Regions from separate parts of the Mus musculus genome. Here all the other regions are linked to region 2. Evidence: chromatin contacts called from public HiChIP or PLAC-seq data. All regions are on one chromosome and are shown on one strand. The core of a region is the stretch at or near the end of the contact, and the rest is flanking DNA. Distances in the headings are between cores, read along the strand shown.

Region 1 (2,700 bases), core at 168-2,667, 470 kb after region 2:
CTAGTCATACAAACACAATGTAGAAAAGGAACACAATCAAGGTCAGGACCTAAGTTGTGAAAGCATGAACTTCTGCTCCCAGAAGACACATTTGTAGAAGAGCCCAGATTGCCAGCTGACAGTATGTAAGGGAGAAAACTCAGATACCAGGAGACAAGGAATCCCCTGTCCTGCTATCTACTCAGTGCTGGAACTTTCCACTCTCTGCCCATCCACCAATCCACCCACCTACCCTCAAACACACACACACACACACACACACACACACACACACACACACACACACGGCTATCCATTCCTCTATCAACTCATCCATTCATCCATCCATAAATCAATCCTCATTCACTTGCCTATTTCTCCACCCAGTCACTGATTCATCTATGCATCTATCCATTTATCCACCCATCACTCACCCACCCATCTACCCACTCATTTATCCATCCATCTATCCACATACTCACCCATACACACATTCATCTATTTGTCCCTTCCTCCCTGTCTCTCCCTCTGCCCTCCATCTATCCACCATCCATCCATCCATCTATCCATAGACTCATCCCTCTATCCACCCATCTACCCTATCCACCCATCTATTCACCCATTGATCATCTATCATCCTTTATCCTTGGATATACACCAGCCATTACTTAGATTCTAGGACCCAGGAACTGAATCGAATACTGGAGACATTGAGGCTCGGTGAGACTCAGCCTTAATCATCAGTGTGAATTGAGCCAGTGAAGAGATGAGCAGGAAGGTGAAAGATGCTAGTGCAGGGCTTCCTGTGTCACTGTGTAACTCTCAGGAATGGGAGCAAACAGGAGCTCACGGTGAGGGTCCTGACTGGGTCGTCTCAGAGGAAGGGACTCCTAAAATGTCTATTGCAAAATTCATAGGTACTAGCCAGGCAGGAAAGAGAAGGTGAGCGGTGGGTATAGACTAGAAGGCCTTGGGAGAGGCAGAGGAGCTTCGGGTACAAAGCCTGGAATCTGGGGAGAGTGGAGTCAGTGAGAGGAGCAGTGAGTGATTCTAGATAGCTAAAGCAGAGGGTGGGAAGGGCTAGGATTGCTTTTGACCTTGGAGGCCCCAGGGCACTGTTATTTTCCAAGGCCCCACTCCCACATCCTATCATACACATTGAAATTCACCCACTTTGCATATCAAATGAGTTATATATAGCTAACTGGGGAGGCCAGTTGCAAAGACAGTTGACATAATGTTACCTTTTGTAGACATTTAATTACACACTCATCAATTTCAACTTGGCAACCTCCTCATTTTTGGGAAATGTGGGCGCGGACAGAGCAGCTGTAGAAAACAAATGTGGTAGCTCGGCTTACAATACCTGGTCTGCAGTCAGTAGTGGAGAGTGGGTCGCTGTAGGAAGTGAGCCCCAGGGCCATCTAAGGGCCTCCACCAAGGGCTTCTGGTGCCTAGAAGAGAAATGCCTTAAGGGTTTTTAAAACAGAAGGCTGAGCTGGGCCACTCCAGAAAGCACAGGTGGAAGTCTAGAAATAGGAAGTCAGGGAGAACTGCGTAGGACTTCAGGTGCAAAATTGGGAAGGATAGTCTACCCTGGGGTCCCCGAAGGGGCATTTGCAGACCTTCTACTGCTCCTCCAGGCCTGGCAGGAGTCAGTTCCCAGAGCCCAGGATGGGCCTGGGCAGTTGGTGGCACAAGAAAAGAAGCCTCCTTCCTCCAGAGGGCGTCACAGGACAGCTTTTCCCAAAGGAAGGCCGCATAGGCAGCAGCTGCCAGGGCAGGCTTTGGCTGGCTGATAACAATTACTGAGCTGGGCAGGAAGTCAGTACCTATGGAGACAGACTGGAAGGAGCCTCGTTATGGGAGAAGGAGCCTGGCTCTCTAGCCTAGCTGAGGCCAAGGGTCACAGAGGAAAACAAACAAACAAACAAACCCCAAACCAAACCTAACAAAACCTCCAAGGCATGTGAAAAATTCAGGGGCTCCCAACCTCTCTGTGTTGGATGGAGGACTAGTCAGGCTCCAACTTACCCAAGAGAAAACAGACCAAGGAGCAAAGCGGCTTGGATGGGGGCTTCCGAGCATGTTGGAGGCAGTCCAGGACCAGAGGCTAGCCCTGTCTTGGCACTCACCCTCCTTTAATTAGGTGTGTGGCTGTGTCACGTTGTGCTGCTCAGAGACATTGCAGATAACAGCAAGTGGAAGGCATCTGCCACACACTGGGCTCTGTGCTAAACACTTGATTCTTATTATTGACCTCCATCCACATGAAGGGATGACACACTCCCGGAGGCTGTGTCGTGTTACCCCAGTTTCCCCCCACAAGAAAACTGATCCACTGCAGGCTGAAGCTATGCTTGCCTTAAAATCACGCAGCTGTGCCAACACAGCCAGGCAAACTCTCACAGGGTCTCTCCCACCCAGCCCCAGGGCTCTATTTTAATTCTCAGGAGGAGATAACAATGCCAAATTATCTTCTAAGAATAGGTAATTTCTGTCCTGTGAAGGAGCTTTTTAGTGCTGGTGAATGGATCCGTATACTATTTGTATTTTCAAATAGGGATGCTCCCTGTAGTTGATCTTCAGCCAGGAAATTAAATTAACCAGGACACTTCTAGCCCTGAGCACTCTGGCTGGGTAGTTAATGGAGACTTCACAATGCCAGCTATGCGATTTAGGATCACATCACAGAGTAAATTGCCCTCCGGAGGATCCTAA
Region 2 (2,700 bases), core at 176-2,675:
TTCCTGCAAACACTATACTTTGAACTCATAGACTTTAAATATGAAGGAAAGAAGCCCTTCATTAAGCATAGTTTGAGGAAGAGTTAGGATGGTTTAAGAGTTTCCTGTTCAGAGCACTGCTCACTTAAGGTGAAGGTTAGTTTAGAGTGAAGTCTAGTCAGTTCCCAACTGTCATCAGCCATGGTGTTAGAAGTGGGGTTTACCTGAAGGAAGCATATCTGGCCTTGAGGAACCTGCAGCTATGGCCCTGGGAGGGACAGGTAGTGGGAGGGAAGGATGTCTGTTTGGTTTCTACATTGATCTCCTGACCTTTAGAAATAACATTTCTTTTTCAGTTCAGAAACTTGCATTTGTCCTCTTGGTTGTGCTGATTCTGTGAGGAAAAGGTGGTTAAATCTCCTAATCACGGGTGTTATTAAATGAGGTAAATACGAGAACGAGGCTGTTCGCTTTCAATCATAATCTCACTGCAGACCCTCTCTAGGTTAGCCTTTTACAACTGTTGCTCCTCTGCGTCAATGAAGCAGTCAAACATACAAGTTTAATGCCCCATCTTTTTTTTTTATTTCCCTCCCTGTGTTTTGGCTTCTTGGAGGACTACACCGTGCTCCAGAAACACTTTCTGATTGACAGATGAATGGGTCACCCTGAGGTCCAGTTTGCTTAGTGGGGATCATTTCTACTCCCTATTTTCCTGCTCTTGCTTATTACCTGTGTGTACTTTTGTGGTCTCATAAATATATCAAGTTTCTTGGATTGTTTGGGCTATGCCAGCAATTTCTGTTTTCTTCCGTCAGCGTCTTCAGGAGAGCCGTGTACACAAAGACAAAATGGCTTTCAAAGTAAGTCTCCATTCCCATTTCAGTATTGGTACAGACATCAAATTGAAGGCCACTCCGCTCTTCCTGCCACTGGTTGTATCAGCTGCCTGGAGATTAACCTCTTCTAAGGCTCTGAGCTATTTTTGAGGTAAAGACTGCAACAACATTAAAGCTAGAACCCATTAGAAAATCACTTTCATCATCTCTCCTTTTTCCAAATCAGTGGCTCTTTCCCCCTCCTCCTTCTGATCTCATAACCCTTTAATCTCCTTTGTAGCAGAACAAGGAGACTGTTAGTGTTTGCATGTGATGGGGTTAGCATCCTTCATAGAGAACAGTTTCAGAAGACACCAAGATATTAGAGAAGTGTATGGAAGATGGACTCCATCTCCAGGTGGACTGCCTCAATGCTCTGCTCTCCTTGTGCAAGCGGGGCCATTTTTGTGGATGTTTTGTGCAAACCAGGCTCAAAGTCTCCAAAAGAGACACAGCAGAAAGCCTTTTGTTGCATTATTTCTAAAGGCTTGAGGTTTTGAAGGGAAGGGATTTTGTTTTCCTCTGAGCTACACAATGGAGCTTTCACAGAACCTCCTTTAAAAGGAATAGCTACAGCCTTTGTGTGGAAGGGTGTGTCTTTTGGCAGGGTCTGCTGATGCAGACAGACTGGCTGGTGATTAACAAAGGTCATTAGACTTTGGAATCTGGCTAGCAGCCTCGGATGGTATGTCTTCTGTGTGTGGAAGGACGACTCCCAAGAAACCAAGGCATTCTGGAGGTCCCCTCTCCAGGACACCCCCAAATCCTGCTGCAGGACAGGCTCTGGTCCAGGGGCGTCCTGATTTAACCAGTACTCTGCTGGGACTAACGAACCAGCCTATCAATCATGGGATAAAAGAACCTTTGGAGATCTTTGGTGAATGACATTTGAGGAGGAGAAAGGTGCTGCTTTTCGAGAAGAAATGAAAACAGTTAATTCTTTGTTGGGAAGAGCAGAGCTTAGGAGGAGCCCAGCCTGCCCTCGTAGCGTTCACTTGTGATTGTCAGCCTAGCAAAATCCAAGCGAAGCCATGTTGTGCACGGAGGAGAGGCTCTGAGCTAAAATGGCTGCTCCTACAGCTCAGAGGACTAGGGCAGCTTAGTGAGTCTTAGAGCTTCAGTGACGCAGGAGCTCCTATCTCCTGAAAGTGTGATAAACACATTCGGCAGGGCTGTGGCTTGCTTGGCTGAGATGAAAGGACTAAGCTTGGGGGATGGGGAGTGCGCATTGGGTGATCTGCTTTTTTCTGTGAAGTGTTCTAAATGCAGGAGTCGTCTGCACCATGGAAAAATTTGTTTTCAGGTCTAATGGACTGTGCGAAAGGAGAAGTGGGGTGGGGCTCAGTGACTGCTGTAATTTGATCCAGAGCTGATAGCAACCTCTTCCACACAATTTGGGCTGGTGCTCTGACATAAAAGCTTGTGTATCTGGAATATTGAGACTTAGTTAGCTGAAAGGACTCTGGTGTCCAGTTCAATGTTTATTGAAATAGGATAAATTGTTGGGTGAAAGAAGAGGAGGTAAAATATCTGTGTCTCACTCTGCAAAGCCCTGTCCAGAGCTGGACTTGGCCAGTACTTATTTTAGCAGGCTCCGGGCAGGAGCATTCTTTCATAGAAAATCCTCCTGCCATGGCTTCTTGCACTCCACTGACACATCATTGCTGGACTTTGTTCCTCCAGCAGAAATCACATTATCTTTTGTAAGAGAGGCATAGAAAACTGCACCATTAAAAAAGATCTGGCTGCAACCTGAATTCTTAAGACATTTGGTTCTAGATTACAGTACAGTGACTTAGTAGGGCTTGTGATGTTCTCTGTGAAGTAACTTATTCACTGAGAT
Region 3 (2,700 bases), core at 194-2,693, 290 kb after region 2:
TCTTACACATGCTGCCAGAGCTGCTGTAAACTCATGTGTGTGGCAGCTGCCCTGCTGAAACCCACAGCTCTCCCCAACTCTCTGTCTGTCTCTGTCTCTCTGTCTGTCTCTCCCCCCACCCCCACCCCCGGCTTAGCAGGTTATCCTCTAGCCTGTGGCTAAGTGGCACGTTTCAGTCAATCCATTTACAAATCCTGTTTTACTGTTTGTGTCCTTAACTAAAATGTCTACGTGCTTTTGATGGAATCAGTTTTATTCGCAGATTTTTCCTCTCACCCAGACTGTCAAAAGGATCTAAAAATTATCTGCCTGGTGTCCCTCCTTAGCAGATGGGGGTGGGGTGGGGGGAGCTGAAAATCCTCTAATTACTTTGTGTTGGTTTGTGTCTCTCTAAATCTGCCCCTTCTCAGAGACCAAGCCACTTGGGATGGTTTCTTTAGCAAGACAGCAACACCCATGAAGAGGCAGCCAGCTGCCAGGTAGAGACCACACATGCCTGGTGGCAGGGCAAAACAGAATAGCTTCAGGAGCCCCACGGTCTTATCAGGGGGCTTGCAGGAGATAGTATACATGAAAAACTCTTGCTTAACAGTGAAGTGCTGTGCAAATGTTAGAACCAGGTGGTGTGTGCCAGGGAGATTACCTTTTGCCAGGGGGTAATCATTTCAGTTTATATAACACTTTTCACTCCAGGAGCCCCAAGCCCTTGTGAATATTACCCTAAGAAACATCACTTGAAATGAAACGCATATAAACAAACAGAATCTAACAAATGGAGGTACCAATTACCACAACGATGACAGTCTTAAATGAGAACATCAACATTTTGACACATCAACTCTGGAGGATGCTGCCTCTGTGGTCCCAACACCTTCAGAGGGGGGCATCAATTCTCCCTGTTAATGTTTTCCCGTCAGTGTCAACTGTTTGGCTGAGGTGGGAGGAGAGGAAACAGAAATAGAAAAACATCTTAAAATATGCATTTTATTTCCCTGTAGCAGTGCGTCAGAAAACTCAACTGTAACTCCCCAAGTCTTTCTCTCTCTCTCTCTCTCTCTCTCTCTCTCTCTCTCTCTCTCTCTCTCTCTCTCTCTCTCTCCCTCCACCTCCCTCCCCCCCCACCCATGAAAAAGGGAGAGAAAAAAAAAAGCTGTCATTATTTGAATGATCAGAGAAAAAAAGAAGCCAAGGTAAGTAAGATACCAATTACAGCTCTGCCAGTCTGTGTGAATTGGTCTCAATCCAAATGAGGGCGCAAATGGGTTTGAGGATGTGAAGGGGATGCAGAGGGGGCTGGGAAGAGAGAGCTGCCAAAATACAACACAGGGAGGCTTAGCGAAATTGCCCCCTGGCGCTCTGAAGGCAGTTTAATCAGGCAGAGCCCTGAACATTCCCGTGCACCAGTCCCATTGTGCGCGCGCCCTTGCAGATCTGGCTTCTGGCTCGGTCTCTTTGTTTGGGTAGCTAGGCACGGAAAAAGAATCATCTGCAACCAGAGCTCCACTTAATTCTCAGTTCCTCTCTGGAAACGGCTGTTGGCATGGTGGAATGTGCTGTGAAAAGGCCACGCTTTGGACTGATCAAAAAGCGGAATTCCAGACCCTCCATCGGGAGCCTTTGTGGACAAAGCCAAACCGATTCTCAGAAAGTGACAGAGTCCTGCCCTTCTGGAGTAATTTGTGTCGCCCCAGCATCGCAGTATTCTTGCCAGTGACAAGCAGGAGCCCCCGGCAATTTGTCTTCTGTCTTGGCAAAGGCAATGATGATTGTACTGCTTCTCACTGTTTAAAAAAAAAAAAAAAAAGCAGTAGTCACTTCTGTCACCCTGCCTGTTACCAAAAGTCAGCTCACATTACTGACTGCGCTATCTTGAATCCGATAAAGAACCCAGGAAAGCCACAAGGAGAGACCTGAAGATATGGGATCATTTTATTCACAGCCCAGCACTGAAATCAGAGCATGGTACTCAGTGGATAACCAATGTAGAAAAAGACTCTGCAAAAAAATAAATTCAGATAAATACTTCCATCTTCTGCTTTCAGTACTTCCTATGCTCTGCCCTCCCCACACCTGAGTCAAGGAAATGGCTGAATCCTATTACAGTTGCTTGTTTGTTTGTTTGTTTGTTTAAACTCTAATTTGTGTAGATCAACATACAAAGTGATGGGTTTCAGACACAGATGTTGTTACACTTTGTTCTTGTCCCCTTCTCTGCTGCCCTCTCATCTCCTTACTGATCCCTCTTCTCCTCCAAATACACCCACCTTCTCTTCTGCTTTTATGTCACTTGTATTCTGTCACCTTCTCCTCACCCCTTAAGATCTCTTCCTTCCCCATCATGGCCTCCTTTCTACTTTCATGGCCTAACACACTCACACACACACACACACACACACTCATGCACACACATGCAGGTGCACTATTTGCTCTTATCGCTTAATATAATGATCTACAGTTCTATTCATCTTCCTGCAAATATCATGATTTCAGTCTTTATGGGGGGGGGAACCATTGTTTTTTATGGGCACTTTCTTTTATTTTTAATTCCTTGCAGGAATATATTTTTGTTTTACTTTTATTTAGGTATATGTTTTTGTGCATGTGTATACCTTTGTGTGTGCGTGTGCGTGTGCGTGTGTATGGGAGCCTAAGGAGGCTAGAAGAGAGAGTTGGATTCCTGGAGCTGGAGTTACAGTTTGT

What was found. HiChIP or PLAC-seq counts read pairs in DNA pulled down with a chosen protein or histone mark.
Region 1: an H3K27ac HiChIP or PLAC-seq map of embryonic stem cells shows a contact between it and region 2, with 10 read pairs. The contact joins two enhancer-like sites. A contact is called at or near these places in 3 of 115 datasets of contacts at active chromatin or transcription factors (all in embryonic stem cells).
Region 3: a contact with region 2 is called in an H3K27ac HiChIP or PLAC-seq map of stem cell-derived anterior neural progenitor cells, with 8 times the contacts expected there. The contact joins two enhancer-like sites. A contact is called at or near these places in 3 of 115 datasets of contacts at active chromatin or transcription factors (embryonic stem cells, extraembryonic endoderm stem cells and stem cell-derived anterior neural progenitor cells) and 1 of 9 other capture datasets (adipose tissue).

Annotation. Positions count from the first base shown.
Region 1 is chr4:55,476,389-55,479,088 of GRCm38.p6, forward strand. No RefSeq gene overlaps it. Among named protein-coding and RNA genes, the nearest start is that of Gm22150, 8.6 kb to the left of the region's middle. Within about 2 kb of position 1,418, at least 35 of the 459 cell types and tissues checked have an H3K27ac peak or open chromatin away from gene starts, as enhancers often do. A contact at or near this core is called in embryonic stem cells, where this site is marked.
Region 2 is chr4:55,003,741-55,006,440 of GRCm38.p6, forward strand. The region is part of intron 1 of Zfp462 (zinc finger protein 462); the gene reads left to right. Among named protein-coding and RNA genes, the nearest start is that of Zfp462, 57 kb to the left of the region's middle. Within about 2 kb of position 1,426, at least 203 of the 459 cell types and tissues checked have an H3K27ac peak or open chromatin away from gene starts, as enhancers often do. A contact at or near this core is called in embryonic stem cells and stem cell-derived anterior neural progenitor cells, where this site is marked.
Region 3 is chr4:55,292,993-55,295,692 of GRCm38.p6, forward strand. Gm52739 (a long non-coding RNA gene) reads right to left here. Exons shown (of 3, transcript XR_003955414.1): 3 at 1,147-1,781. Among named protein-coding and RNA genes, the nearest start is that of Gm52739, 11 kb to the right of the region's middle. Within about 2 kb of position 1,444, at least 72 of the 459 cell types and tissues checked have an H3K27ac peak or open chromatin away from gene starts, as enhancers often do. A contact at or near this core is called in stem cell-derived anterior neural progenitor cells, where this site is marked.